Regions from separate parts of the Sus scrofa genome. Here region 2 is linked to region 1. The links are chromatin contacts, called in public HiChIP or PLAC-seq maps. All regions are on one chromosome and are shown on one strand. The core of a region is the stretch at or near the end of the contact, and the rest is flanking DNA. Distances in the headings are between cores, read along the strand shown.

What was found. HiChIP or PLAC-seq counts read pairs in DNA pulled down with a chosen protein or histone mark.
Region 2: an H3K27ac HiChIP or PLAC-seq map of skeletal muscle shows a contact between it and region 1. The contact joins two enhancer-like sites. A contact is called at or near these places in 5 of 47 Hi-C or Micro-C datasets (fibroblasts, heart right ventricle, retroperitoneal adipose tissue and 2 more) and 2 of 2 datasets of contacts at active chromatin or transcription factors (alveolar macrophages and skeletal muscle).

The regions. Positions count from the first base shown.
Region 1 is chr13:153,243,010-153,248,199 of Sscrofa11.1, reverse strand. No RefSeq gene overlaps it. Among named protein-coding and RNA genes, the nearest start is that of CBLB, 230 kb to the left of the region's middle. Within about 2 kb of position 2,384, at least 12 of the 83 cell types and tissues checked have an H3K27ac peak or open chromatin away from gene starts, as enhancers often do. A contact at or near this core is called in retroperitoneal adipose tissue, skeletal muscle and subcutaneous adipose tissue, where this site is marked.
Region 2 is chr13:153,343,561-153,348,750 of Sscrofa11.1, reverse strand. No RefSeq gene overlaps it. Among named protein-coding and RNA genes, the nearest start is that of CBLB, 130 kb to the left of the region's middle. Within about 2 kb of position 3,205, at least 27 of the 83 cell types and tissues checked have an H3K27ac peak or open chromatin away from gene starts, as enhancers often do. A contact at or near this core is called in retroperitoneal adipose tissue, skeletal muscle and subcutaneous adipose tissue, where this site is marked.

The DNA.
Region 1 (5,190 bases), core at 1,135-3,634:
TTATAATGATCATTAGTGGAAGAGTCAGAACACCAAGCCAAGTGTAGTCTAACTCCAAAACCTATCTCTTTCTATTAAATCAATGCCACCACCTCTCCAATGTAACAATGGAATTATTATAATAATGACAGAGGAAAAACACAATTTTAGCAGCATTGTCCTTACTATCTTCCTGTCTTTCCTGTCTTCCTCCATCTCTTCTCTCTTCCTCCCACCCCACTTTTCCATTGCCTCCCCCAAAACACTTGCTCTTTTTTTTTCTTAGCTCCACCTATTTTTCTCTCTTCTTTTCCAGTTTTAACTCGCTGAGCTGTAGTCCTGCCAGTGACCTTGGAGAACCTTGCTATGTGATAAAGTCTGGCTATGGGAGAAATGCAAAGGCAACTGCAATGGCTGAGGAGACAGATAGAGCCCAAAGTTTCTTTAGACTTGAAGATAATTCTTCCACCAAATCCCACAGGTATTCCACTAGCTTAGACGCCCAGAATGGTAAATCTTGAAGGGAACTCCATGCTTACCTAGCCTATATCCTCGTTGCATACGAGGGAACTGTAGCCAAGGGCAGCTAAGGGGCTGTCCACAGTCACCAAGGTTAGAGGGGAAGCCAAAATGGGATCCTGGGACTCTTACTTTAGTTTCTGGGAAGATGCATGGAAAATTAAGTAGAAATGTAAAAATGCAAACTTACTGACTCACACTGAGGCCTGAAAAGGTTAAGTTCATTTCCTCTACATAAAGGTGTCGAGAAGATGAGATGAGGTCTGCAAAGTGCTTAGAGCTCTTAAAGAGAAAGGACTGATTTAAATGTGAAACAATGCTTGCTTGACTATTAAAGAACAACATTTCATAGCTTTAAGCCAAGTCCGAAGAAGAGAACTATTGGACCATAGATCATTTTATCTGTTGAACTTGGATGATAGAAGACCTCTCTTTATTTATAATAAGTGACTACTGAATGGAGGCCAAGGAGATGTCTGTTTTACCGTTGTTTCTGTTCAATAAAAAAAGCTTTTTTAGGTAAGTATATAAGGTAGTGCCTGGTCCCCTGAAGATACAGTAGACAGATTCCAGTCTTTCTCTTTCTCTAGTTGATTCCCCAGCTGACCCTAAAGGAAAGTTTATTGCTACAATCTAATCTAACTTACATTAGGTTCACCTTTTTACTCCAGTGTGTACTTTACTTGATGGAGGCAGCTCATTTTAGAAGAAAGATGCCTGGAATAAGAGACAGAAGAGGATCTTATACTTGGTTGTAACTCTAGCCAAGTGATTTATACAAAATGTACAATCATTTCCTTCTCCACTTTCTCATCTGTAAAATGCAGATAATATTGGCATTGATCTTCAAAAGGAAATACTGAGATAACACACATGTATTAGTTTGCTTACAGTTTGGAACTTTGTAAGTTTCCATTAATAGTAGCTATCATTATTTTTATTTGGATAAAAGTTCATCTTAAGGTGTTAAGGATTTAGACTGTCAATATTTCTGCCTTTTAAATAGAAGCCTCAGAGTAGTGTGTTTATCACTCCTCGGATCAAAGCTCCGTGAACTAGAATTGCGTTTCATAAAAACAGATTGATGCCTCACACACAGATGTCTTTCCCCATTCCCAAACCAAAAGGGTAAAATGTTTTACAGATTGGATGTTTGGCACAGAGCAGAATTCTGAAATAAAACTCCAATTGTTTTTCCTTCCTCTTTCTTTTTTAAAAAAGTATTTAAAGGGAATTGCAACCTTGGTTATTTATTTTCTTCCATTTGAAGGAAAAAAAGCACATCTGTTTGCAATAGTGGATTGAAAGATTTAAAAATAAATATGCTTTAAAGAAAAGAAACAAAACTTTGTTGGCACTCTAAATCCAATCGACACAGGGAAAATGTTTGTTCTAGAGATGTTTGGCTTCTTTTTAAAAAAGAAAAAAGAGCAAATAATGTAGAATTATACAGTTCTAGTTAAGTGGTTCACCACATAAAAATGTGTTATTTTTTACTCATCTGGTAAATAGTTTTAACCTTGACATAACGTCTTAACATTTACATTTCAATTCTGAATATACTCTGCATCTATCATTTTCTCTAAGAAGAGACTGATAAGATATAAAAAATGATTTCTTTACTTCCATAATCTGTAATTAGAAAGCAAAAAGCCAAAGTACAAGTAAGATATCTGTAATTTGTGTTGGCTGTGATCTTTGGAAATTCACTTGCCCAGTATGGTGAAAAGTGCTATATTTAGATGCGTATTTTGGAACATGCCGTCACATTTTTTTTTCACTTCATATAAAAAATAAAAATGATTCATTGTGAAACAGGCTTACAAATACTGTCGTGACCATTTCACAGAGAAGGGAACAATCCTGCCAAATGACTTACATTGGCAGTTGTCTCTTGGGAAGCCCAGATAAACTAAGATTAGGGAGGGGACAGTGGCAGGGGAATGATTAGGGCTGACAAGTAAAAAAGGAGCTTAGAGGAACTAGAATAGAAAACAGATGGAGTTGATAAATATGGAAGGGCTGCTGGGGTATCTTAAAAGACAAACATTGGTTTCTCAGAAGCAGTTGAGCCAGAAAATTCTCGAAAATGAGGCTCTGAAAGGAATTTGTTCAGGCAAAAAGAAGCCCAGGAAAGAAAGAGTTGGGTTAAGAAGAGGTGAAATAGGCTTGCTAGATACAATCCATCATACAAATATGCTTTAAAGAAAAGAAACTAAAATGACACCCACAGGAAAAATAGTAAAGTATCTGGTCTCCTTTGCGAACCCAGGAAGTAGAACAGATTATCTATTTGGATCAAAAGTGTACCTTATATGTTAAATTGGAATTAACCTAATTGACTGATTAACATGTTAAACAAACGTATACTTGAATGTAGTTTGAACCTGAAAATTTTACAATTAAATAAATATTATTCACACTGGAAATGGGGTTTTTAGTATTATCAACATGAAATGGCAGGAAGCTAAGTATGAAAATTAAGCCCTTGAGTAGTGGGCCTGGCTAAGTCAGACTCTATACTTTCATTTTACCTATTTAGAAATGGGTAAATGTATTGCATATAAGACACATTGTATATATAATTAACCCTGAGAACACAAAGCCCTTGTCTTGTAACAGGGTATGTGAGGAAATTTTATAAATAGATCTTGGCATTGCCTAATATTCCAAACTTTTCATCAATCACAATTTACAGGTATAAATTAATCCTGCAAATGATAAATAAGATATTTTAAAATAGTATTTGTGAAACTATTCCTCATAGAATTAACAGAAGCTGATAAAAACTGAAATTCTTAAGCTTGTCTTACAGAACAACACATAAGACAACAGTTTATTAAAATCCCTTTGATTGCAAACTATCCTCAGTGGTTAAGATTGCTTTAGTTATTGTTTTTTTTCTTTCTTCTTTCCTCTCATTAATTGCGTACCTTCCCAGCTCCATGAAGCCCACTTGTTTTACAGGAACACGGAGTCAGCTTCTTCCCAGTCTGAGGGACGAAGTCTTGTTAGGGACACTCACCTTAAAACTAGGCCTGTGCAGATGTCCTACAAGACGGCAGAGGACTGGAGTTGGGCCAGAAAACTGCCCCCTCGGATCAAGCCAAGCTTCTCCATCTTGGAAGTGCAGAAACAGGAACTGAGATGCGCCTGCCCAGAACCCGGGATTACCTCAGCATTTTCCCTGCTGACAATCACCTTTCCCCACACCTAAGACCACTCTGCTTACCTTAGAACAATCCCAACTCCCTTGCCTTTGCAGAGGTAGATCTGAGATTTGTTCTCTCTTGGCTGCCTTTTGAATAGGCTTCTTCTCAACATCTTTTGGGGGATCTTACATTTAAACCTGATGGATAAGTATTTGAATTCTTCAGGAATTTGCATCACCACCTTTTTTCATCTCTTTCCGCGTTTCCTCCCAGTTGATCTTCATCTACTGCCACGGCTTCATTTACAATTACAAACTTACATCTTCCACCCAGAAGACCTTTCCTGAGTCTCTAACATGTGTTTTCAACTATCAGGACATCTGCTCTAATTAAATGGTCTAATAATATTCTTAGGATTTCCACTTTGATTCCCATCACCAGTATTTAGTTGCTTGCTCATGCCAGACACCTGGGTCCCAGCTTTATGACCTCTCTCTTCTCCACATTTACCCAACCACTAGCGCCTTGTTAAGAATCTTCCAATATAGACCTTAAATCTGTCAGTTTTTCTCTATACCTGCTGCTATTTCCCTACCCCAAGCTACCAACATTTCTTATCCTGATTTTAAGAATCTCCTAAATGGTATAATTTCACCCCCCCCACTTCCAGTTTATTCTCCATAGTTATTAGAAAACTTTTTGTACATGTATAACTGAATAAATTTGTTGTACACCAGAAATTATCACAATATTGTAAATCAACTATACTTGAATACAATTTTTAAAAATGAAAAAAAGTAAAACTTTTTTACAAAGGCAAATCTAATCTCATTGCTCTGCCACTTAAAACTCTTTTATACCTTCCTCCAGCTCATAGTTGATAATTCTGTAGGAGTTAACATCAAACAAATAGTCCTTATTGTGGTTCTGAAGCCCTGAGTTGACCTCTTCCTAGCTCTCCTTGCAGGCCTTATATCCTGAAAATCTCCCACTTTCTCACTAGTGCTTCACCCTAGGGGATCAATTTTGATTGTTTGAATCTCCAGGTTCTATTATAGCAACAATTCATGTTTAACCTGCTGCTTCCACCTATTTGCCCTCAACATGATGAATTTCTCCTCATTCTTCAGCGTTAAAGATAATTCTCTCAGGGAAACTAAACTGTGCACCCACACCATGTTAAGTGTAACTTGTTTTATTTTTTCAGCATATCTTAGTACATCATTGCTTACATAACAATTATATTAAAATGATTAATAGTGTAATAATTTGTTTCATTCATCTCACTCACTGGAGACAAATTCTTAGACTGCACTAAGAATTTGATCCCCTGTATCCCAAAATCTAAATCTCTCTATGCCTCTACTATATATTCAATGCTCTATTTTTACTAGAGCATATCTAGCATCACAGCTTTTTGCAGAAGGTCTCAAAAAATGACTTTTTAAATTGGATTAATGTATAAATTAATGAATAAAAATATCTCACGATGCCAGAAAAAATGACAGGCTGAGAGTTTCAAAACACAAAGTCTTTAACT
Region 2 (5,190 bases), core at 1,956-4,455, 100 kb before region 1:
CTTTAAAAACTTAAGCTAAATACTTCAAGCTGAAATTCCATTCTTTGTTATTGACCAAAAAGAAACAAAGCACATGTCCTCATAAAGACTTTACGTGAATGTTCACAGCCGTGTTATCATATTAGCCCCACATTAGAAACAACCAGATACCTGTCAACAGGTGAACAGGTAAACAAATTGTAGTATGTCCATACAATGGAGAGGCATCAGCAATAAAACAAAATGAAACACTGATACATGTAACAACATGAATAAATCCCAAACAGATTGAAAGAAGATTATAAATTATAAATGTATATAGCATCATTCCATTCATGTGAATTCTAAAACAGTCAGACCTAATCTATGATGACTGAAGGCAGACCACAAATTGTCTGCAGACATGGGGTGGTAATTGTAAAGGGACAAGAGGGAACTTTCTGAGGTGATGCAAATGTTCTATAACTTGATTATGACAGTGGTTACACAGTTATATATGTTTGTCAAAACACATCAAGCTAGATACTTAAATGGATGCAATTTGTTGTGCATAAATTATACCTCAATAAAATTATTCTAAAAGAAAAAACCTGGATTATAAAAAATAATGATTTTAATGGCCATTACTATTATTATTTTGTCTTTTTAGGGACGCACCTGTAGCATATGGAGGTTCCCAGGCTAGGGGTCAAATCAGAGCTGTAGCTGCCAATGCCACAGACACAGCAATGCCAGATCCGGGCCGCATCTGCTCATGGAAGACAGGCCAGCTCATGGCAATGCTGGGTCTGTAACTCACTGAATGAGGACAGGGATCGAATCTCCGTCCTCATGGATACTAGTCAGATTAATTTCCACTGAGCCACAACAAGAACTCGTAATGGCCTTTATTTAAAGTGTTATATATTTGGAGCCAGAAATATATTTTGTATTGTGCAAGATTCTTGATGCCTGCTGGACAGAATTTTGATAAATATGATGAAAAAAGGTAGGTCTATAGCAACTGAATGTCAGTGAATTGAAATAGGTGCTTAAGGACTCAGGCTCTTTAGTGATGCAAATCGCATCACTTTTATATATGTAATTACTTCTACATTGTAAATTTATATTTTTCCTATTAAAAATGGATTTACATTAAAAATGAGGGAGTTCCCGTCGTGGCGCAGTGGTTAACGAATCCGACTAGGAACCATGAGGTTGCGGGTTCGATCCCTGCCCTTGCTCAGTGGGTTAACGATCCGGCGTTGCCGTGAGCTGTGATGTAGGTTGCAGACGCGGCTCAGATCCCACGTTGCTGTGGCTCTGGCGTAGGTCAGTGGCTACAGCTCCAATTAGACCCCTAGCCTGGGAACCTCCATATGCCGCAGGAGCAGCCCAAGAAATAGCAAAAAAAAAAAAAAAAAAAAAAAAAAAAAAAAAAAAAAATGAGAGTGCTAGGACTTCAGAAATAGTGGTGCCACATGTTTTCCCAGGCTGTACACTGTGTAACTCCAGGGGGTACCATTCATGGACACTGCAATATGATTTTATCAAGGTTTTACATGGCATTAAAAATCCTATCCAAGCATCCTTAAGATAAAAATGCTCTGATATTTTCTGACTTCAGAACACCTTGGAGTCAAGTGCTTTCATGGGCTTTCTTACAGTATGGCCTTAGGCTCCTTTGAAGAAAGCTGTCAGCTCACAACTTAACTGAGGAGCATTCCAATTGCCCTTTCAATGTCTAGTGCTTCCTTTTTGTCATAACTAAACTGAATAAAAGGGGAAGCATTACAAGAAGAGTCATGTGGTTGATTTATGTCATAGCTCCTTACTGTAATTTTTCCAATCTCATTATATGCACCTAGTTTGTTTTAAAGTCCTTTGCTCTTTTTTGAACAAAAACTGGATTTTGTATATAATGTTTAAATTCATTAAATACTAAGAAGCTATAGGTTCCCTGAGGCTTTGGTATCTGGGTCTTTGAGAAAGACGGTAGAGTCAACATCCCTTTTCCATTGATCATACTAGTTCAATCTCATTTTAGTACAAAGGGACAAAGGAGATTTTCTCACATATATATCAAAGGAAACCAAACCAGAACCTATTTTTGGAATTTTAAGATTTCATAATATGATAATAAACTCCTCTGTCTCAAACAGTAATGGAAATTGTTAAATCTTTTGTGTTTTTGGTTATTATAAAAGGTAGGGCATAGACTAAATCAAGGGTTGGCAAACTCTTTTTTGAAAGTCATACAGTAAGAGTTTTCAGCTTGTGGGCCATATGGTCTCTGTGACAATTACTCAACCCTGTCACTATAGCAGGAAAGCATACACACTGCTTAAATGAATGGAAACATCTTGGTTCCACTAAAACTTTATTTACAAAAACAGATGGTTAGACCATGGGCCATAGTTTACAGACCACTGCATTAAATTTTCCCAATAGTCTAACATGTTATAATTTTACTTTAATGAGCTAGAAAGTATTTTAGAAAAATACTCTGTGGCTTGATTCCTCATCAGAAAAATGGAACCAGAAGTCTGTAAGCCAAGATTTTGCATGATAGGCCCTTGAGCATTTAAGATTATTTTAGAAGAAACAAATTCAATTTCTTACTCTCTCACTATGTGCACTTTCAGGAAATGAATTATACATATTTCTTTGATAGGAATTAAAAATGGGTATATTCAGATCAAATGAGCTTGAAGTGCAAGGTGTATTTCAAGAAGGCTTTGATCGAGAGCCACGTTATATTATAAGGTAAGATGTCATCATGAGTAATTTATAGAACATGAATTTAATACTCAAGTATGTCGAATTTAGGGCATAACCCACTTGACCTTGTTACAGTATATAAGTAAACTTTCTGGGGTGGTGTTTCCTTGATCTAGTATTATGAAAATATATTCTGTTCTTTATAAAATGCAAATTCATTTCAAAGTACATTAAACTTGAATAAATAAATTTTTAATGAAACAGAAGGGTTGTTTTTGAAATTCACTGTTCTCTGACAGACTCTAAATGGCTTCATTTCTCTGTGCTTCTCCTTTTTTTTCATAAGGGCTGTGACTACTCTTCTATGATTATTAAATTCTGGGCAGCTTCTTGTATCTCTCACAGAGTTTCAAGAAAGCATTAATGAGCAACAAGCCTGTAAGTTTCTTGCTCAACTTCTCCTATTAAGACAACTCATCAGAGATCACTCACAAACAGCTGTGCTCTGCAAGTCATAAATGATAGGTCATGTGTGGTGACTAAAGTATGACTCTCAATCAGTGTTCGTGAAGAGCTACTCGTCAAGAGTGCTATTTTCACTATGTGAAAAGTTATTTTGAAGGACTCTATCATCACTGAGTTATCTGAGCCCTATATAGCCCCTGCCAGTTTAAGAACTGACACATGGACAGGGGCTTATTTACTCCCTCCAGCCACAGGAAGAGCTGTAAACCAATTCAGTGCTTCCGGATCTCTAGGGACAGGGCTCATGGGTTTCTTAAATCCTTTCCCTCTCTTTCTGAAGGCATCTGCCTTATACATTTTGTACAAAGTTCTGATAGTGTTAGCAAACAGAAGCAGAGAAGCATTTTCCATTGTCTACCCCAATCTTCATTAATCTTTATTTAATGGAATTAGACACCTCCTTCCTGAAATTTTATATTTGGAGACTCAGAGTTACAGCTTTGGATGGCAATAATGCCAGGTAAAATCACACTATATGACTAGTTTGGAAGGCTCAGGGGGAACTCATTCACATTTAAGACTTTGGCTACTTCTTGGTTCCAGGCAGAGCCGAAACACTCACAAACACGAACACTTTTCCAAACTGCATTTTGGCACATGCTTTTCCAGTTCCAGCTGGATTCAGGAAATGTGCCAGAAGGAAAAAAAAATGTATTTTGAGTAAGATTTTCTTTCTTAGTTTTTTTTTTTTTTTTTTTTTTTTTTCCCCTTTCTTAAAGAACCTCCAGGACACAGTTAATGCTGTCAAACAGAGAGGCATGATTTCTTTTTCCTGGCACACATGAAGTTTTTAGAATTACATTCTCAGTCCCTCTGATAGAGCCCAGAGTCAGATCAGTGTATGAAGGTACAAGGTGTGTATATAATACAAGAAGCACTGAGCCTTAGAGCCAGGAGAGCCAAATGGGTATTTGTAAATGATACCTGACAGGAAGCATCTCCCACCTTGATTTCATCTTGACTTATGTCTTCAAAATAGGGACTGTTAGGCCAGATCAGAAGATACCTCATGGTATACTTTCACATGTGATCTGTTTTTCCTTCCCATCAAAAATGTGCATCCTATTTCTCTCTTACTATAGTTATATACCATCTGCAAGACCTTAGCCTTACCAATGGTTATGCATGAAGATAGGATGTTAGCAATTTAAGAAACTAAAATTTAGGAAGTATTTCAGAAAACAGAATGGAAGTTTCTTAGAAAGGTAAACATACACTCATCCTATGACCCGGCAATCCCATTCCCAGCTATTTACTGAAGACAAATGAAAATACATGCTCACTAAAAATCCTGTGCATGAAATGTTTATAGCAGCTTTAGATGTAATAAAAAAAACTGAAAATAACCTAAATGTTCATCAATCAGTGAATAAACTGCCATATTTACACACAATGGAATAGCCCTCGCAAAATAAAATAAAATAAAATGACATGGACTATTAATACATGCAAAAATGTGGGTGAATCTCACATGCATTACGTTAAGTGGAGTTAGGCTAAAAAATCTGTATATTGTTTGATTTCATTTATGTGACATTCTGGAAAAGTCAAAACAATAGTGGCAGTAGGCAGATAAATAGGAATGGAGGAAGGAGGAGATTGAGAAAGGGGAATGAGGAATATCTTGAAGGTAAGGGAAAATGTTTTCTATTATGATTGTGTGGTTGTTATACCTCATTATACTTGTCAAAAATCATAGAACTGTATACTGTAGATTGTGAGTTTTTGTAGTATGTAAATTACATCTCAAAAATTATATATATATATATATTTCAAAAATTAGAGCTCCACTGAAATAATGAGAAACTTAATATACATTTCCTATATCTTTTTGGTTTCCTTTGTTGAAAGTCCACTTCCTGCCTCCTGGGACCCATTCCCTCAAGGCCACAATCTTCCACCTATCATGACAAGCTAAGCAGAACATTGATTGTTATTGACCAGTGCTTATTTTAATGCTTCTGACATCTTTTCTGTCTCCACTTA